Linked DNA regions of Mus musculus: region 2 is linked to region 1. A link is a contact called in public Hi-C data. All regions are on one chromosome and are shown on one strand. The core of a region is the stretch at or near the end of the contact, and the rest is flanking DNA. Distances in the headings are between cores, read along the strand shown. Region 1 holds the start of Srrm4 (serine/arginine repetitive matrix 4). Region 2 has its middle 45 kb from the start of Gm29843.

What was found. A called contact is a pair of places that touch in the nucleus more often than the background predicts.
Region 2: a Hi-C map of cerebral cortex shows a contact between it and region 1, with 2.7 times the contacts expected there. The contact joins the enhancer-like site here to the promoter of Srrm4 in region 1. A contact is called at or near these places in 1 of 39 promoter capture datasets (hippocampal neurons), 1 of 484 Hi-C or Micro-C datasets (cerebral cortex), 1 of 115 datasets of contacts at active chromatin or transcription factors (VIP interneurons) and 2 of 9 other capture datasets (liver and pancreatic islet).

What each region holds. Positions count from the first base shown.
Region 1 is chr5:116,590,110-116,594,988 of GRCm38.p6, forward strand. Srrm4 (serine/arginine repetitive matrix 4) reads right to left here and starts at 1,708. Exons shown (of 13, transcript NM_026886.3): 1 at 1,225-1,708. The coding sequence starts at 1,355.
Region 2 is chr5:116,755,687-116,760,137 of GRCm38.p6, forward strand. No RefSeq gene overlaps it. Among named protein-coding and RNA genes, the nearest start is that of Gm29843, 45 kb to the right of the region's middle. Within about 2 kb of position 3,140, at least 9 of the 459 cell types and tissues checked have an H3K27ac peak or open chromatin away from gene starts, as enhancers often do. A contact at or near this core is called in VIP interneurons, cerebral cortex and hippocampal neurons, where this site is marked.

The DNA.
Region 1 (4,879 bases), core at 458-2,957:
TTCTTGCTTCCTGTCTACCCATTCCCCCCACACTGGATGCTCCATTTGTTTAAAAGACCTGCTTGAGCATCAGTCAGAACAAAGAAAAGTTCCTGGATGTGGGCTTACTCTTCTCGGATCTATTTCTCCAGTCAGCCTTCGTCGACCCCACACTTGCTGGGAAGTTCAGAGTTAGTTGGAGCTGGATGAGGCATCTGTCAGAGGCTCTTTTCCCAGACATGTTTTCCATCTAGTCCCTAATGCAGCCTGCCAGGATTAATCAATCCTGCGAGCGCCCCCCCCCCCAGATCGTCCCTTTAACTCTCAGAACCGCTCAGCCAGCAGCAGCAAAAGATGAGTTTTTATACAGCCTTGATTTTCTCTGACAGAGGGCACAGCCCTCTCAAAGACTTCTGAATCTAACGATCTAGGAAAATATTGGGTATTTCTCTGCTGTGGAAGGCTCTGTGCCCCCTCAACCCCCTCTTGTCTTCTTTTTCTCCTGCCTTTGTATTTCTTCCCATCCTCTCCCCTCCTGTCTTTTTTTTTAACTACTGCTCCAGCACCCCAACTCATTCCAAAGTTCAAAGCCACCAGATCCTTAAAAAATAAAATAAAGTAAAACTTTCAGTATTATCTTCATGCTGACTTTGAGCTTTAGAGTTTTGGTTTTGGGTGCTGAAAAAGAAAGAATTCAACACGAGCAGCAGCTTAGGCTAAGACACGGAGGAGGGTGCTGCTTGGAGCGAGCGTATCTGAGGGAATAGCATATGGGCTTTTGTTGAAATGTTCAGAGACCCGCTAGTTTCTGGGCCAAGGGTTAGAATGCTTGTATTGAACACTGGCTGAGCTGAGTTCATGTCTTGTACAGCATCCCCTGACACCTCAAATCCACCACTGCTTTGCTCCCCTGACCTATGCACTTGGCGATAGCTCGAAAAGTTTTCAGTCAAGTACGTACCCCGAGCCACACCGCCCACCCTAAGAAAGCAAGGGGGTTTGCATAGGAGGTGCGGAGTCTGTAGGAGTGTTGTTCCCCGTCAAAAAATTCCTGTCCCTTTTCAACAGCCTCTCCCTTACACAAGCGATAATTTCTCATGTTCCGGCGTGAGATACCGGGTACGACGGGCTTAGTCCAGACACCCTGTTCCAGTTGCCTGCGTCCACCCGTCAAGATTCTGGGGCACAGGCAAGAAAAGGGGGGGGGACCTCCCAGTGTCCCTAACTCATGAACGAGGTCATTACCTTGGCATCGGCTTGCGGGCTGTGATACTGGCGACGATGATGCTCTCGGGACGCGGAGTGGCCACTGCTTTGAAGGTCCCTTTCCAGAACTTCTCAAACAGCTGTTTCTCGCCCTGCTGCAGGCTAGCCATCCTGAAAGCCCAAGGAGCCCGGGAGCCTGGGGCGCTGTCCGAAGTGCTGAAACGTGGATTACAAACCCGATGACACGCCCTGGGCTCCGGGGCGCTGTCCGCGTGAAACCCCCAAGGGGTGGGGTGGGGAGAGATCGGAGTTCAGGGCGGGGGATGGGATAGAACGGGACGTCTCGGGTTAGGCAGGCAGCGGAGAAAGAAGGTGGTTCCCCGGCTGGGTTCACCTCTTGGCTTGGCTCTGAGCTGCGCTGGGAGCAGGCTGAGCTCCGTGTCTTCGGCGAAGCAAAGCTAGCCGGCTTTCTCTACCGCGCAGAGAACAGAGAGGAGGCGACCGGGGCGTCTGCCGTGCGTGCGCGTGTGAGCTCCGGCGCGCCCGGGTTTTGTCTCTTGCACAATGTGACGTTGGAAGGGGAGGCTGGTCGCGCGAGCTGTACTTTCCTCCCTCCCCTTCTCCGTCTCCTCCTTCCCCAGCAACCCCTCCTTCTCTGGCTCAGCCTCCCGCCGCCATCTGCATAACAAAAGCCCGCAGGTCTGAGGAGGAGAAAGGGAGGGGCGAGCGCTTGTCTCTAAGGCCCCGTGGCCACAGAGTTGCGACTCTGACCCCTCTGAGAAGCGACCCCAACACCTCAAACAGAATCAAAAAGGAGATTCTTTCTCTTAGCCCTCACCCTTCCTCCATCGTCGCAGGCCTTCCCCTCAACCCTTACATGCGCACTCCCGGGCCTGGGCCACCTCCCTATCCTTTTGCAAGACTTGGGGAGCATCTTCCATTGAGGGAGCTACTAAAAAATGCCCCACCTATCCACCCACGCCAACCTGCCTTCACCCACCCCACTTCTGGGATGGACTGCCGAGGTCTGCAAAGTGTGTGTGTGTGGGTGCCCCTATGATTTTCTTTACGCCTGGGGGGCTCTTCCACCCCCCCACCCCGAAAATGCCATTTGACGGACAATCCGTCACCAGCGCGGTTTCTCGCCATCTGTCGAGCCGGCCCCCACCCGCAGAGGGGCGCAGCGTCACATCTGTGCTTGCGGCGCTATAAAGGATATCTCTTTTGTGCCTCGCAGCCGGCCTGCTTCGCGTCCCCGCTGCCAAAGCCCTCCAAAAGAACACCCCTCCCCCACCCCCCTGAGAACCCGCAGCCTGGGTGTGAAACAACAGTCCGATTTGGCAAAGAAAGACTGAGGGGGGAAGGGGGGGGAGGGCTTCCGAGGATTACAAGTAACTTTTTGGTCTTTCCATCTTCTTCCTCCCCCCTACTCTCCCAGTCCCAGCAGAGACTCAGAATCTCAAACTCCAGATGCGCAGGCAGTAGACAACAATGTCTCCCCGTTTTGCCGTAAGGGTCTTCTTAGGGAAGATATCTTAGTGAGATTTCCCCAGCCCATTTCTCCTCTGGAGCCTTTTAATACTTGGGAGTTTCACCTACCGCCAGGGTTTAAAAGTGAAACTCCTACAAGGAGCTTCTGCTAAGTCTTACAAACCTCCAAGCACTGACACCGGGTTCCACCCTGAAGGCAGAAAAAATTCTCTAATTTTTGTTGACCTAGTAGCAGTGGGGAGCGAAGACACCCCCACCCCCACCCCCAACATCAGTGCGAACTTTGTAAGTAAGTCCTTTGTAAGAGAATAGGAGGTACACGGAGGGGGGAGCAGAGTAGGGGAGAGGAGGACAGGATGGGGCAAGAGAAGCCGGGACACAGGAACAAGGAGTGAGCGTTGGCCTGGAAGAGGCTACAGGAGGAGTTTGTGTGTGATGGCTGTGTGTGATGGCTGTGTACCGGTTTAGGAGCGCCAAGCGCTCACTCCGCAGTGACCCCTTCTGGTCAGTAACTAGAAGTGCATTTTGTTGGCTTTTAAAGGGAGTAGCAGAGATTAGGAGGTGGGATGGGGTTGGGGCTGGGAGACTTGAGGACAGAGGAAAGTAAACCAGGGAGTGAACTTTCCATGTCCTGATCCCCTGCATTCAAATTCCTCATTCTTAGATTGCGTCTAGGACCTAGCAACCCTTGGATGGCTGTCACTTTAAAAGCCATCGAGCTGTCTTCCCTCTTAGCCTTGACTATTTAAAGAGAGAGAAAAAAAAAACAGTAATCAGGTCTGGGAGAGCACTCTGGGAATAAGAGGCATACAAGACTGGAGCTAGGCAAAGTCTACAAGATGCCAATGAGCCCATGCTTCGAAGCAGACAGTGCTGTGGTTTCCAAGTTGTGTGCCTCCTCGAACAAGCTCAGGGCTTAGCACCCAGACTTTCAGCGAGTGACCTCAGTTGTTGTATTAGTAATTGTCTTGTTACTGTGAGCAAATCCCTGATAAGAAGCAAACTAGGGGACGAAGGCTTTATCTGGCTCAGGGTTTGATTGAGTCCATCATGGCGTGTGGGTTGGGGACGGGGAAAGCATAGGAACCTGATGGTCCTGTTACACCGTGGTAAGAAGCCGAGGGAGATGAAAGTTGCCGCTCATCTTTTTTGGATCCTTTTTACAAAATCTGGAACAACAGGTCCATCTCTACTCAAAGCGTGTCGGGCTATTTGTCTGACTCGCCGCTGGGATGCCCAAATGCCGCTTGAAAGCCACTCTGGGGAGGCAGAACACTGTCAGTAATAGGGCTCCCAGCCTGTGATTTCCCAGATGAGGATGTGAAACAGCGGGGTTTGGGACAGATGCTGTGGGGTTTGGGACGGATGCTGTGGGGTTTGGGACGGATGCTGTGGTTCCCTATCTGCTGTGTTCTCAGAGTTGCATCAGACCTCGGGGAGTTGGGAACAGGGGTCCATGGGTACCAGGACAGGGGTGGAATCCGGTTTGGTTTTGAGTGAATGCCAAGAGTCCGGATGGGTTGGAAGAGAGAAGGCCTTCTCTGGGAGATTTAGGTGCGAGTCTTTGTGACCAAGACCTCCCCCTCCTCAGCCCTGGGCAATCTCGATGAAGGACCTTGCTTGTCCAAACTGCTTTATTTGACGGCGGATGTGAACGTATACATCTTACTCGGGGTGAAGGAGGGATTAAATACTTTTTGCAGGAAGAAATGTCCAGGAAGGGAAGCTCACTGGCTAAACACACCTGACCTATTTAAATACCTCATTAGCATGGAGAACTCCGGGTTTTTATGCTACATGACCGATTCTCAAGGTCCTCTCAGTGGGGCATCATGGTTACATGTTCCAGATCAGGTAGTTTGGCAGGGAGCTGGCCTCACATCTTCTCAATTCTGAGGTTTCCTGGGGTTTGCAGCTTGCTCAACCTTACCAGTTCTTCTGTCTGGTGTCACAGTCCCACAAAAGTGGGTCTTCCCTTGTCAGTTAACTTTCTGGAAACATCTTTATAGAAAGAGAGATACATTTCCACAGTGCTTCAAGTCCAGTCGAGTACACAAGGAAGAACTCTCCCTTCTTGCCAAAGCTTCCATTTCAATATCTTACATTACATTTCTTGGGTGATAACCCAGTATCACCAGAGCAGCCTTGCATGGTATTTCACAAAGACCGAATATTCTGGGTTTAAATAGACTGGCTTCGGGGA
Region 2 (4,451 bases), core at 1,890-4,389, 170 kb after region 1:
TTTAGTCAACACTATTGTCAGAGGGTTAATATAGTGGGACAAGGGATGTCTCATCATCAATTGTGTGAGATGTCCCTGAGGACATTCATTTGCCTTGTGCTGCCAGGTTGTCCTGCTGTTCACTCATTAAGGTCCTTACAGAGCAGGAGAAAGTTTTTTGGTGGGGGTGGGAGGGCAAGACTGAGAGGTAAGAAGGTGTTATCCATATTCTCACAGACCAGAAATCTGCCAAGAAAGCAAGAGTCAAGTGAGCCAAGGGGAAATTCTACCACTGTAAGGTGAAAGTTGTCTGTGAAAACTGTAACTCAAAGAAAGACTAGCTCTTGCTAACTCTAAGTATGTCATGATATGAGAGGGGGGGGGGGTCCAGTTTGTGAAGGTTAGAGCAGTAACTGTAAAAAATGGAGTCTGTCACCAGGAAGAGCCAGAAGGGCCTCTTTGCCTCAACTCATGGTCATGGGCCAGACCAATAGGAATGAGATACAAAAGGAAGATCCTTCCAGCTTCCAATATGGCGGCATTCCCATGCAGTACTGAACAAACAGGGAGAGAAATGAAGAATAATTTGGTGGCTAGTCTTTCTGGAAGAGCACAGGCACATCAAAAAGAATATTTTCTGGTCCTACTAGGATGCAAAGTGTCAACCAACCATCATAGTCATATCTCACACTTCTACCCTATCTTGTTTTCAATGGTTCAAAACACTTGGCAGACATTCTTCAGGGCATACATGTGCACACTCATATCCACCAGAGGAATTATAGTGTCTAGACACTTCCACCCCAATTCTGGCATGACAGAATAAAATCTCTGAGGGTGTTAAGTACTTCTGTGTTCTTGCCTCAGTTATCCGTGGACCAAGCTATGCAGCTGTGATTGAAACAGAGATGAATCCCCTCAAGTTGCTCAAGGCAGTAACAACTCTTAGGCTGCCATCATGGTTCCTCGGGCTTCATCCAGAAACCCTCTTCTCTCTGGTCTCAGTTTTACAGATGCCTAGGGATACATGCAAAGAACAACCATGACTCTAGAAAGGAATGAGGGATGTGGCCGTGACTTCATCTCTCATGACACACCTTTCTGCAACAGTATTCTTCCTTAGCATTCTTCCTGAAGCCCTGGGCAGATGCCTGCTCTCCATTCACTTCTGATAAATGCTTTAATAAGTTGACCAATCCCATGTGAGTAAAAACTGCAAAAACATTTGATAAATATTTGTTGAATAAGTTAGCCAGTATCTTTACAAAACTGGCAAAGGAGCAGTGCCTACCCAATGAAAATAGATACCTAGAGGCTTGGAAAAACCTTAGTAGATGCCAGGAAATCTCTTTTATTATTAAATATTTGATTTTTTTTCCTCTGTGACTCTGTATATCTGTGTATCTACCGTGTGTGTGTGTGTGTGTGTGTGTGTGTGTGTTGTATGTGTGTTGTGTATGTGGTACTGGTAGAGACCGGAAGAGGGCATCAGATCCCATGGAACTAGAGTTACAGGTGAATATCATTATTAATGTTATATCTGGTCCACGATAGAACAATAAATGGAATTAGTTTCTAATATACACTTTTTTCTCTGTGTTCTCTGGGAAGCCAGCCCTCCCTTCAACTTGGGCAGCATTCTTTAGATATGGAAACCAAGGTTCAAAGAGATGTTTACCACACAGCTTAGAAATGGCAAGCAAGCTATATCTCTCACACTCCAAAACATCAGTGTTTAATCTGTTTTTCCTAACTGGTCAAGCAATAGCCAGATAGACTCATAAAGCTTCAGCCTTGATAATTTTGAAAGATTGGCTTTTAAAACAAAATGACCTAAAAGGTATCATGGTTAGAGAAAATGCTGCTAAGATTTGAATATGAAATGTTCCACAAAGGTTCATGTGGTCTGCCGGAGTCCTCAGTAGCTGCTGCTGTTTTGGAAAGTGTGGGAGAGTCCAGAAAGTGGAATCTAATGAGAGGAAATAGATCACGGAGGGAGAGGGGGCAGGGATTGTGTCCCAGAAGCTATTTTTTTCTCTCAAACACAGACCCTACCCCACAGTGTGACTCTGTGATGCTCCGCCCTGCTCACAGTAGCAACAGAGCAAGATGGACCATGGGCTGAAATCACAGCCCAAATAAATCTTTCCCCCTTTAAGTAGTTTTCTCAGATATTAGTCACAGCAAGGGAAAACACAAGTACCTAGGATGATAATAAGCCCATGGCTGGCAGAGAAATAAATTCTTCTTCTTCTTTTTTTTTTTCCCCCTGTGACAAAGACACCGCAGTACTGATGAGCCTTTGAAAACAATTATCCTACCTGGATCAAGCTGTAACTCACCAGAAGTTGCTGCCTCAGCTGATATCACTTAAAGAGGGTGGTTTGTGCTTTGTATTGTTTTCGGCCTTTCTTGAACTATACTTTTTAAAAGGGACCAGGAGCCCCTGTTGGAAAAAAAATCGATCCCATATTTCCATTTTAATGTAAACATTTAGCGTCCACCGCTTTTCTCAGTATCGCATTAACACTTGAATGCAAACACCATGCCAGAAAGTACTTCAAAGCCTTTCTTTTATTTCTCTTTCTCAGGCAGAGATGGCAAATGGAACAAAATTGTTTCCCAAGTCGATAGTTGACTAAATGCAGTAATCATAGGGGCAGGGGGAGGTGAAGGGTGTGGGGCACTTTATGGAGGGGGCGTAAATACAAGCCCATCAGAAAGCAGTTTCCCCCACAGGAAGCTGCTGCGGGGCTTATTCGAATTCTCAAAGAATCTCTTAAGTTCTATTTTGCAAACATTGCATTCTTCTAAAACCTCGTGGTAATGATAATAAAGACATGAGGTGGGTTTTTTAAACACAGCCAACAGAGGCCATAAATGACTAAACTTCCCTTTTTGTGTTGCTGAGATGACCATCCGAGGTTATCAAGTAAAGGCCTTTGGGCTGGCATTCATGGGATTTGAAAGCAAAAATGCAATTTGGAGTCCAAAGCTGGGTTTCTGCCCTTCCCCTACCTCCTGGGAGTTGGTTTCCTACTTCCCAGACTGGAGAAGGCGGTCAGCCCTCCCCCTAAAAATCACGCCAGCTGTCTGTGCCGGACCACGTCCACCCGTGCGCCAGGTGCAATTGAGGCAATTTAGGCCGATCACCAAGTGCTCCATTTCAGGCAGAAATCCTGCCAAAGTCTCCTACACAAAGCCACATTCCGCACTTCCAGTCCCACATTCCATTTTGCTTGCATTTGTCTGCCGTGATTACCCAGAATTCCAAAACCACTTGGCCCCGTTAAATAACAGTCAGTACGGGAAAAGCCTGAATAACGAAGAGGAGGAGGACGGCTGGAGGTACCAGCTGAGCTCTGAAAATAGACGAGGCCTGGTGAACTCAGGAGAAAGAAGTAGGCTCAGCATCCAGAAAGGCAGGCTCACCCGTGAGGACACTCGGCGTTCAGAGGACATAGGCCATCAAAAGATAGCCCCTACTACCAAACCCAGCTGTCTCGAGGGCATTTCAAGGCAAATGACATCCTTCGCGTTGAATGAAAGCAAGTTGCAAGATGGTGGTGCATATGACATGATTTGTTTGTGTTTGTATACTCTCTCTCTCTCTCTCTCTCTCTCTCTCTCTCTCTCTCTCTCACACACACACACACACACACCTAAAATATTAGTGTTAGTTTTCCACAGCTGCTTTTGTTACAATATAGAAAAAGATGTGGAAGGGTGCACACATGTGCCCGTGCATGTTACAAGGCTGATGTGTGTAGGGAGGTCAGAGGACGGCCTTCGGGAGCTAGCTCTTTACATCTACCAAGTGGGTTCTGGGATGAAACTCAGGTCATCAGCCTTGCTAGCGAGCTCTTTTGCCCTCTGAATCACCTTGCCAGCCCTTTAAGTTTTCAACGACGTATTTTTAATTATGTGTAGGTATATGTGCAAGTGGGTGTGTGCAAATGAATGCAGGCCCCTGTGCAGGCAAGGGGCAGCCTCAGACACCCTGGAGCTAGAGTTACAGTTGAAAGACGCCTGGCGTGTGGTAGGTGCTAGGAACTGAACTCAGATCCTCTGAAAGAGCAGCAAGTGCTCTTCACCACTGAGCCGTTCCTCCAGCCCCAGGGCTGTATGTTTTTAAAGGATAACATAGTTGCATATATGTGTGTGGCTGGAACAGTAGTGTGTGAAATGTTCTTTTGTGGGTACAGGCGCATATGTGCTGAAAGAGTGCCTATCAGAAAAGGGTTCATAGCAAACAAAAACACATGCAAATCCAGCACCCACCCCAGCCTAAGGAGATAGATCAGTAGGTGCTAGGCACAGTTCTGGGCACCCAGGATACCTTTGGAAAGGAGAAAGACAGACTCTCTTCCTCTATTTTCCCCCCACTCTAATAAAAAAGCATGGTCTACACAGGAAGTCTGAAGAAGTTGGGAGCGAAAAGAACTTCTCTCAACAATGGTGGTTGACAAGGT